Regions from separate parts of the Triticum aestivum genome. Here region 2 is linked to region 1. Evidence: chromatin contacts called from public Hi-C data. All regions are on one chromosome and are shown on one strand. The core of a region is the stretch at or near the end of the contact, and the rest is flanking DNA. Distances in the headings are between cores, read along the strand shown.

Region 1 (4,198 bases), core at 835-3,334:
TCTCTATTCCATTTGATCAATGCCAAAAGCCTGTAAGCAGATCGTACAAAGAATATTCTTGTTTTCTCAAATAGCCACGCCCAAAAGTCCTCCACATTACTAGTACACAAAGTTATTTGTTTGATTGCTTGTACGTCCGTTGGGAGAAAAAATCTGTCCAACATATTTGTGCGCCAAGAAGCAGAGTTCCTATCAATCATTTCACTCAAATGGATTGGGGGGTTTGGCACAAGACACACCAGGGGGCGCATGGATGATTCCCTCAGAATCCAGTTGTGATCCCAGACCCTAGTAGTTTGTCCATTGCCAATTCTACGAATAATACCATGTGTCAAAGCATCTCTCCCTTCCAAGACCGCTCTACATATTTGTGACGGGTGTGAACCCAATTCGGCTTCAAAAATAGATGTGTTAGGAAAATAAGTAGCCAGGAACTCAGTGCCTCAGGTAACACAAGGATCCGCCAGGCCTGCCTGGCCAATAAAGCTATGTTAAAGAGCTCCAAGTCTCTGAAGCCAAGTCCACCACAATGCTTTGGCTGGGTCATATCCTTCCATGCAACCCAGTTAGGCTTATGCTCTCCTTCTTTACTCCCCCAAAAGAACCGTCGAATGAGCTTGTTTAAGTGTTCACATAAACCCCTAGGTAATTTAAAGCATGACATGGAATACACAGGTACAGCCTGAGCGATAGACTTGATCAAAATTTCTTTGCCTGCTGCGGAGATCAGTTGCTCAATCCATCCTTTAACTTTTCCCCATAAAATATCCTTCAAATACTTAAACGCACTTGTTTTGGATGCCCCAATGTCAGATGGCATACCAAGGTACTTTTCACTCAGGTTTTCATTTTGCACATTTAGAACTCCTTTTACCTCTTCCTTAACACTAGTTGGGCACCCTTTGTCCATTCGCCTTGAAAAACAGCAAGCTATCATCTGCAAACAATAAGTGGTTAACTGGTGGTGCTGAGGGGGCCATTTGTAATCCACCCAGTTGAGACGACTGGTCTCTGGATTTGAGGAGGCCTGGAAGGCCCTCCGCTGCTTACAGGAAAAGGTAGGGTGAAATAGGATCTCCCTGCCGTATGCCTCTTGTTGGAACAAACTCGTCAAGCTTCTTACCAACTAAAGAAACCGAGTAAGATACTAAATTTACGAAGCTCATAACTAGTGCCACCCACTTGTCAAAAACCAAGTTTCCTCATTATTGCCTCTAGGTGTTCCCATTCAATTATGTCATATGCTTGTATCATATATAGCTTCAGAGCACAGTGGTGGTGCTTTATCGCCCTATTCCTTTTCATGAAATACAAGCATTCGTATGCCACAATAATAGTATCAGTGATGAGACGGCCTGGAAGAAAAGTTGATTACTCCGTCGAAATCTCTGGAAGGACCTCCTTCAAGCGATGGCCACTACCTTGGAGGCAATCTTGTACAGGACATTACATAAACTAATAGGACGAAATTGTGTAAGAGAGGATGGATTTTTTTATCTTTGGTATGAGAACCAAGATAGTATTATTAATAGCCTGTGCACTCTCTTCCCCATCGACAATACATAGCACCACACGTGTCACCACAAATATCCCAATGCTTCTGTAAGAAATGGGTTGGGAAACCATCCGGCCCTAGAGCTTTAGTAGGAAACATTTGGAATAATTTAGTCTTGACTTCCTCCGCTATGTACTGAGCATCCAACATAAGGTTCATGTATTAGAGATCCCCTTTGATGTGTACAAGTCCTTGTAAAATTGAGTGGTTTCCTCCTCAAGTTCAACCGGATCATTAATGATATCCCCATTAGCCTTCTTCAGAAATTTTATCAGATTTTTTTCTATTACACAGTCTTCATCTTGTTATTATGCCGTCACCCTGGCCCTGGAAGGCCTGGCCGAGCCTGATGAAGAATGGACCTTTAGACAACACCAACTCGGTAGGAGGCCTAAGGCGCTCGTGGTGTGGTTGTGGCTTAAGGCCCGGGCAAGGAAAGGCTGTGACGACGTGCATACTAAGGCCCAGGTTGAAAGCTGTTGTACAGGCTGAAGTTGGGCGTGGTGCAGCCACCCGTGGACTAGTATTTTTTTTTTAGAATTACGTGTGTACGAGCTGCTGGACGCGTGAAGGTGGGACCTCCTCTACAGGGAGCTCCTATTTGACGCCCTCAACGCCGCTTAAACTAGTTGCCGCTTGCAGGGGACCTGTAGCTAGCCGGCCCAGTAACTTGCACTGGGAGAAGTAGGATTCGAACCACGGATGGGAACATGGAAGGTCGTAGCTGGCAACCGCTAGGTCGTCCTCATTTTGTTGTCTAATATTAGGAAGCAGCTTTATTTGAACCTTACTTTAGTTAATATATTTATCGTTTTATTTTTGTGAGTAACATATGTTATTATGATTATGATTATTATTATGATTATGATTATTATTATTATTATTATTATTATTATTATTATTATTATTATTATTATTATTATTATTATTATTATTATATAGAACTAATTTTCTGTACTCTTGGGAGTATGTACTCCCATCTTCAATATACCTCATATATGCATTGATTATACCTTTTTATCATTCTCAATATACTTCATTAAATATTGTAAGATACCCCAGTACGAGTTTTGTTGAAAAAGTATCACTTGCGACGTAGTTTTTGTAATATACATTTTTCACGTACAAACAAATTAGTATATGCGCAAAACTAAACCATAAAAAATATGAGACACATGATATTTTTTCATGAAAATCATTCTGGGGTATCTACTAATTATTTATGAAATATACGAAAAATAAATAAAGAGGTATAGAAGATTCATCTATGTGGTATATATATCCAACATAATTAATATAAAAAATGAAAGCATAACTTTGAAAATGAATTCCTGAAACTAATGAAAACAACGAAATATTTGAGAAAAAGGTTTATAGAAAATGGAAAAAGGTTGCGGAAATGATAAATGTCTTGGATTTGAGGAAAAAATTGCGAATTAGGAAAAAAAGATTAATAAATTTAAAAAAAATTCACGAACTTAAAAAAATATGAAATTTGGAAAAATGAATCACAAAATTTGGACTAAGCTGCGAATTTGAATAAAAGTTCACGAGCTAAAAGATAATGCACTTGAAAAAAGTTCATTGACTTTTCAAAAGGTTCATAGCTTTCGAAAAAAGTTCACCAAATCAAAATAGTTCATCAATTTTGAAAAAGAAGTTCATGAAGTTCGAAGAAAATTTCACAAATTTGAAAAAAATTCACTGAATTCTAAAAAAGCTAACCGAATTTGGAAAAAAATCATCGAATTTGACAAAATGTTCACTAATTTTAAAAAAACTACATCAAACCAGAAAAAATTTCATCAAATTTGAAAAATGTTCATCAAATTTTAAAAAAAGTTCAACAAAATTGAAAAGATCAACGAATTTGGAAAAAGTTCATCGAATTTGAAAAACTTACGTTCAAATTTGGAAAAAATGTTCATCAAAATTGAAAACAAGTTCATCAAATTTCACAAAATGTTCACCGATTTTGAGAAAAAACTGCATCAAATCCGGAAAAAAGTTCATCAAATTTGAAAAAAATCCATCAAATTTGCAAAAAAATTCATTGCATTTGAAAAACAGTTTGTTAATTTTAAAAATACCATGAACTTGAAACAAGTTCACGCATTTAAAAGATTCAGGAAAGAAAAACATAGATGGCATTTCCTAGTGGTTAGTGCAGTTTGAACTCTCGTGGAATAAAGAATAGAACGTGAGTACGAACTCTCTTAGCCGCACCTTTTTTGAGCTTTAAAACAGAATAAATGGCAGATGCATGGGCCGGCCCAGTTGCTGGAGGGGGGGGGGGGGGTACGTTGGACGCGCCGATTTGCAGGGGACCTTAATTATAAATAAAAAAAAGGTTAATTGCGGGGGACCTCCTATCTGCCGCATTTTGCGGCAGAATGTCGAGGGGTCGAACAGGGCACTACCTCGACTGGGTCGACCAAGACGGGCAGGGGGTGCGCTGCAGGGACCGGTTTGCAGGGGACCTCCTATCGCCAAATCCTATTTGGCGCCTTTAGCGCCCGATTTAGTTATACCTGCAATCGGGTGCATACCCCCTCTCCCCCCCAATAGTGTCACACTAGGCCAGTCCAATTTTGTTTTTTTGTTATTAACGCCAAAAACTTCGCGGCAGGTGAGTTTCGAACC
Region 2 (4,198 bases), core at 671-3,170, 960 kb before region 1:
TGTGAACTTTATTTTGAATACATGAACCTTTTCGTTTTTGGTGAACTATTTTTTGAACGCGCTAACTTTTTTTGAATGATCATGAACTTCATTTGTAATATGTGCACATGTTTTCAAATAATTGAAGAATCTAAACTCTACAGTATAATGCGAAATGAATAGTGTGTCTACGTTTCTCTTCTTAAAAATGTTCGCGCTGTGAAGAACCATAGGCATTTAGCCGGTGGAGTGGTTAGCATGGCTGTTTCTAAGCGCGAGGGCGCGAGATTAATCCCGATCGAGTGCTGTTTTTCGGCCAACTTTTTTCGCGCTGCGTGATTTGTGGGCCGGCCCATCCAGCCGCTGCTGCAGGCGCCAGTTTGCTTGCGCGGCGCAGACAGCACGTAATAGGAGGTCCCAAAATCCACGGCCCATACTCTAGGATACCCTGTAATGAAATCAAAGTTGGGAATGCTTGCCCCGCAATCTCTTCTCTACTACTTAAAAAAAATGTAAGTTTTTCATTTCATCTTTCTTCCCACCATCCTTTCGTCCAACCTTTCTTATATAATCGATAATAAATCAACTTAATTACTTACCTTCTGAACCAATTCCACTTTAATTTACTTATCAAAATTACGGATCGAAATATAATGTAATTCATGGATAGAATTTGATGATCATTTATTTACATAATCGCATTATTATAGACAGGTAAACCACAAGCCGGCGTACTAGAAGATTTATCTCCCGTTGCAACGCATGTGCATTGTTTTAGTCAGAAGAAAAAAACTCGAGAATGCAGGAGGAAACGAGCAATTTATGTCTGCCTACGTAGGAGCGACCACTCTACAAAGAATTTAAGACTGAAACACGTTAAGCCAATTACTGTGAAGTGGACGATGCAGCCAACCACAACGGCGGCCGATTATTGCCTGCCACTGACAGTGACCTGGAGAGAGACACAGGCTGGTCGTCATCGTGCCAAGTTATTGCCGCAGGCTCCGGCCACCACAGTCCATGATCAACTTCCTTGCAGTGACTATTCAGTCTTTAATCTCCACATGCGGTGGGCCTTGCCTCGCCGGTAATGGGAACGGAGTGATCTGCGGTTTCTTCAGCTTTGGGACGGGGTTCGTGCGTGCGCTCCACTACCGGAATCGCAAATCCGCACTCCCGAAGGACACCCAACGGCTAGGAATCGCAAATCCGCCGTTTGCAACCACACTCCTCGCCGTCGCCGGCTTTGTGCGCCCCCCCCCCCCCCCCCCCCCCCCCCCCCCCCCCCCCCCCACATCTCCGAAGTGTGACCAGAACCTCCTTCTTTTCACGGTCACGGCGTGAGGTGGCAGGAGCTGATGCCCGTTTTGTGCCGGGTGGCTAGCCAACTTTTGGTCCTCAGCCAAGCATCTGCTAACCTGAGCTCTGTGTCGGGCACTAGCCTCCACTAGCGAATCGCCCATCACGCCGACCATTTCATTGGTGCGCCGTTGACATGCAACAATAACAAATATCGAATGTTCATCCGTAGGATCACTGTCAAGAGCTCGTCAAACATAACATGGAGTATTAGTTAAACATATGCGTTATTTGGATGGAAACGTCGGAGCATCATGGGGTTGGAGCATGATTAGGATGGCGTGATTGGTTGAATCTTGCAGCAACCAAAGCCATGAAAATTGCTTACAGTAAAAGCGATGTTTGGATGCCTTGAAGTAAGCAAATTCCTCTTCTTTTGCGAATGAGATGAGTTCATACAGGCCAGTTGAGGCATAGTATACGCTACGCTGTAGAGCCGCCAGCTGAAGCATAAAAAAAAGCATGTGCCACGAGGTCGCAAAATCGGAGCACCGCCAGGGCGGCAACAAAGTACTCCACTACGAAGGAGTACTCGGCAGCAAACTCCTTTTTTATAGAAGAAATTCCAATAATTATAGTACAGCACCAACAAGCAACACTGATAACTCCAGTCATCAATCATTATCTGCGATTAAATTTTCGAGCTAAAATATCATCATCCTTCACGTTGCTTGCCATCCTTGATCTGTCCATAACGGGCCCAGTTAAGACTCGGTAACCACGAGACGAGACGAGACGGCCGGCCAGCCAAGCCAAGCTTTCGCCAATGGTCGCCGTCTTCAACAAGGACGTCCTGAGCTGGTACCTCATCACGCTCAAGCTCAAGGAGACCGTCGACGCCAACCTCAAGAAGTCCCCGTCGCCGTCGCCGCACTGGCAGGCGCTTCCCCGCAGCCTGCTCGTCGCCTGGATGCCGGCCAACGACTTCGCCCAGTGCCTGGTGCTGGACGGGACCTTCGTGCTGGAGCTGTTCCGCGGCGCGCTGGACGGCGCCAAGGGGTTCGTGGACGACCTGGGCTACTCGCGGCACGACCCCATCTTCGCGATGCGCGGCGCCATGCACGCCATCCGCAGCGACATGATCCTGCTCGAGAACCAGATACCGCTGTTCGTGCTGGACCTGCTGCTCGGGATCCAGCTCGGCCACCCGGAGCAGACGGGGGCCGTGGCCAGCCTCGCCGTGCGGTTCTTCGACCCGCTGATGCCGACGGACACGCCGCTGCACCGGAAGGACCGGTTCAAGCTTGAATCCTCCGTGGACGCCGACGCGGCGGCCGCGGCGGCGTTCGACCCGCTGTCGAACCCGATGCTGCACTGCCTGGACGTGTTCCGGCGCAGCCTCCTCCGCGCCGGGATGCAGCCCACCCCTCCGCCGGCGGCGCGGCTGTGGCTGAAGAAGTGGTCCGGGCTGCGGCGCGTGGCCGACAAGCGGCGGCAGCAGTTCGTGCACTGCGTGTCGGAGCTACGGGAGGCGGGCATCCGGTGCCGGCGGCGGCGCAACACGGACCGGTTCTGGGACATCCGGTTCGAGAAGGGGGTGCTCCACATCCCGCGGATCCTCATCCACGACGGCACCAAGGCGCTGTTCCTGAACCTGATCGCGTTCGAGCAGTGCCACATGGACATCGCGACGCCGGGCGGGAACAACATCACCTCGTACGCCATCTTCATGGACAACCTGATAAACTCGGCGGAGGACGTCAAGTACCTGCACGACCGGGGCATCATCGAGCACTGGCTGGGCAGCGACGGCGAGGTGGCGGAGCTGTTCAACCGGCTGTGCCTGGAGGTGGTGTTCGACATCAACGACAGCTACCTCTCCGGGCTGTCGGACCAGGTGAACCGGTACTACGACCACAAGTGGAGCACGTGGGTGGCCAGCCTGCAGCACAACTACTTCACCAACCCGTGGGCGATCGTCTCCGTCGTCGCCGGCGTCTTCCTGCTGCTGCTCACCATGATGCAGACCTTCTACAGCGCATACAGCTACTATCGCCCGCCGGCCTAGCCTTTGCTCCAGCTCCAGCCTCCAGCCTCCAGCAGGTGGACTGGATCACAGTTCGACATTTTTTTTCCTTTGTTGCTTGCATTGCAGTTTTGATTGATCGATTGATTGGTTGGTTCTCTTGTCAAGGAAGGACTCTTCTCCCCCCCTTTGAGTTGCACCCTGTTAATATACTCGATTCTGGCGGGAGAAGGATTTTTGTGACAAATAAGCAAATTCATTGTGTTAAGCGTCTGTTCTTCGGACATCTTGAGGGGGTTGGACGCTCTCATGGTCGTGGAGAATTGTTCAATTGAGCATTTGCATCTGCACATTTTATGACTGTACACATTTTAATTTTAGCGACTAGGGAGAATTGTTCAGTTAAGCATTTGCAAGGTCAAATGCCAGTCTGGTTTAAGCCTGATTCTAAAGGTTTTTCACACGTGGAAGGAACGGAAGGCCCCAAGTTTTCTGTCCTTCCACGACTCAGTTACATGTGGGCATATATAACTCTTTTCTTATCTGGATGTAGATCAACAACATGCGCGGATGCACCAATGTCCATATTTTGTTTTGAACACATAAATGATGCTTGTACTCTAGTCATGCAGTGCCCCTGGCGTGCAGCATTGGAGCCAGATGGCTTTCCTTCTCACCCCAGACGGATCTTTCTTCCTTTTGATACCAATTCAATTCTTCCAGTGAGCAGCGTCGATGCTCTCCCCTAAAAAACACAGTAGGCTAAAAAAAAGAGTGTCCGCAGCATCGATGCTTATGCTCTAGTTTATGTCATGCCTGATTCAGAGCATAAAGGGCATACATGCCTCCGCGTATCTCACACTCTACTACTATCAACTTGACAATGGATCCCAA

What was found. Hi-C and Micro-C count contacts between places; a contact is called where the count stands out from the background.
Region 2: a Hi-C map of leaf shows a contact between it and region 1, with 5 times the contacts expected there. The contact joins the promoter of LOC123045966 here to the enhancer-like site in region 1. A contact is called at or near these places in 2 of 5 Hi-C or Micro-C datasets (both in leaf).

What each region holds. Positions count from the first base shown.
Region 1 is chr2B:549,252,982-549,257,179 of IWGSC CS RefSeq v2.1, reverse strand. No RefSeq gene overlaps it. Among protein-coding and RNA genes, the nearest start is that of LOC123045964, 110 kb to the right of the region's middle. Within about 2 kb of position 2,084, at least 5 of the 8 cell types and tissues checked have an H3K27ac peak or open chromatin away from gene starts, as enhancers often do. A contact at or near this core is called in leaf, where this site is marked.
Region 2 is chr2B:550,212,134-550,216,331 of IWGSC CS RefSeq v2.1, reverse strand. It overlaps LOC123045966 (UPF0481 protein At3g47200), which reads left to right and starts at 1,920. Exons shown (of 1, transcript XM_044469226.1): 1 at 1,920-3,705. The coding sequence starts at 2,105. The coding sequence ends at 3,346.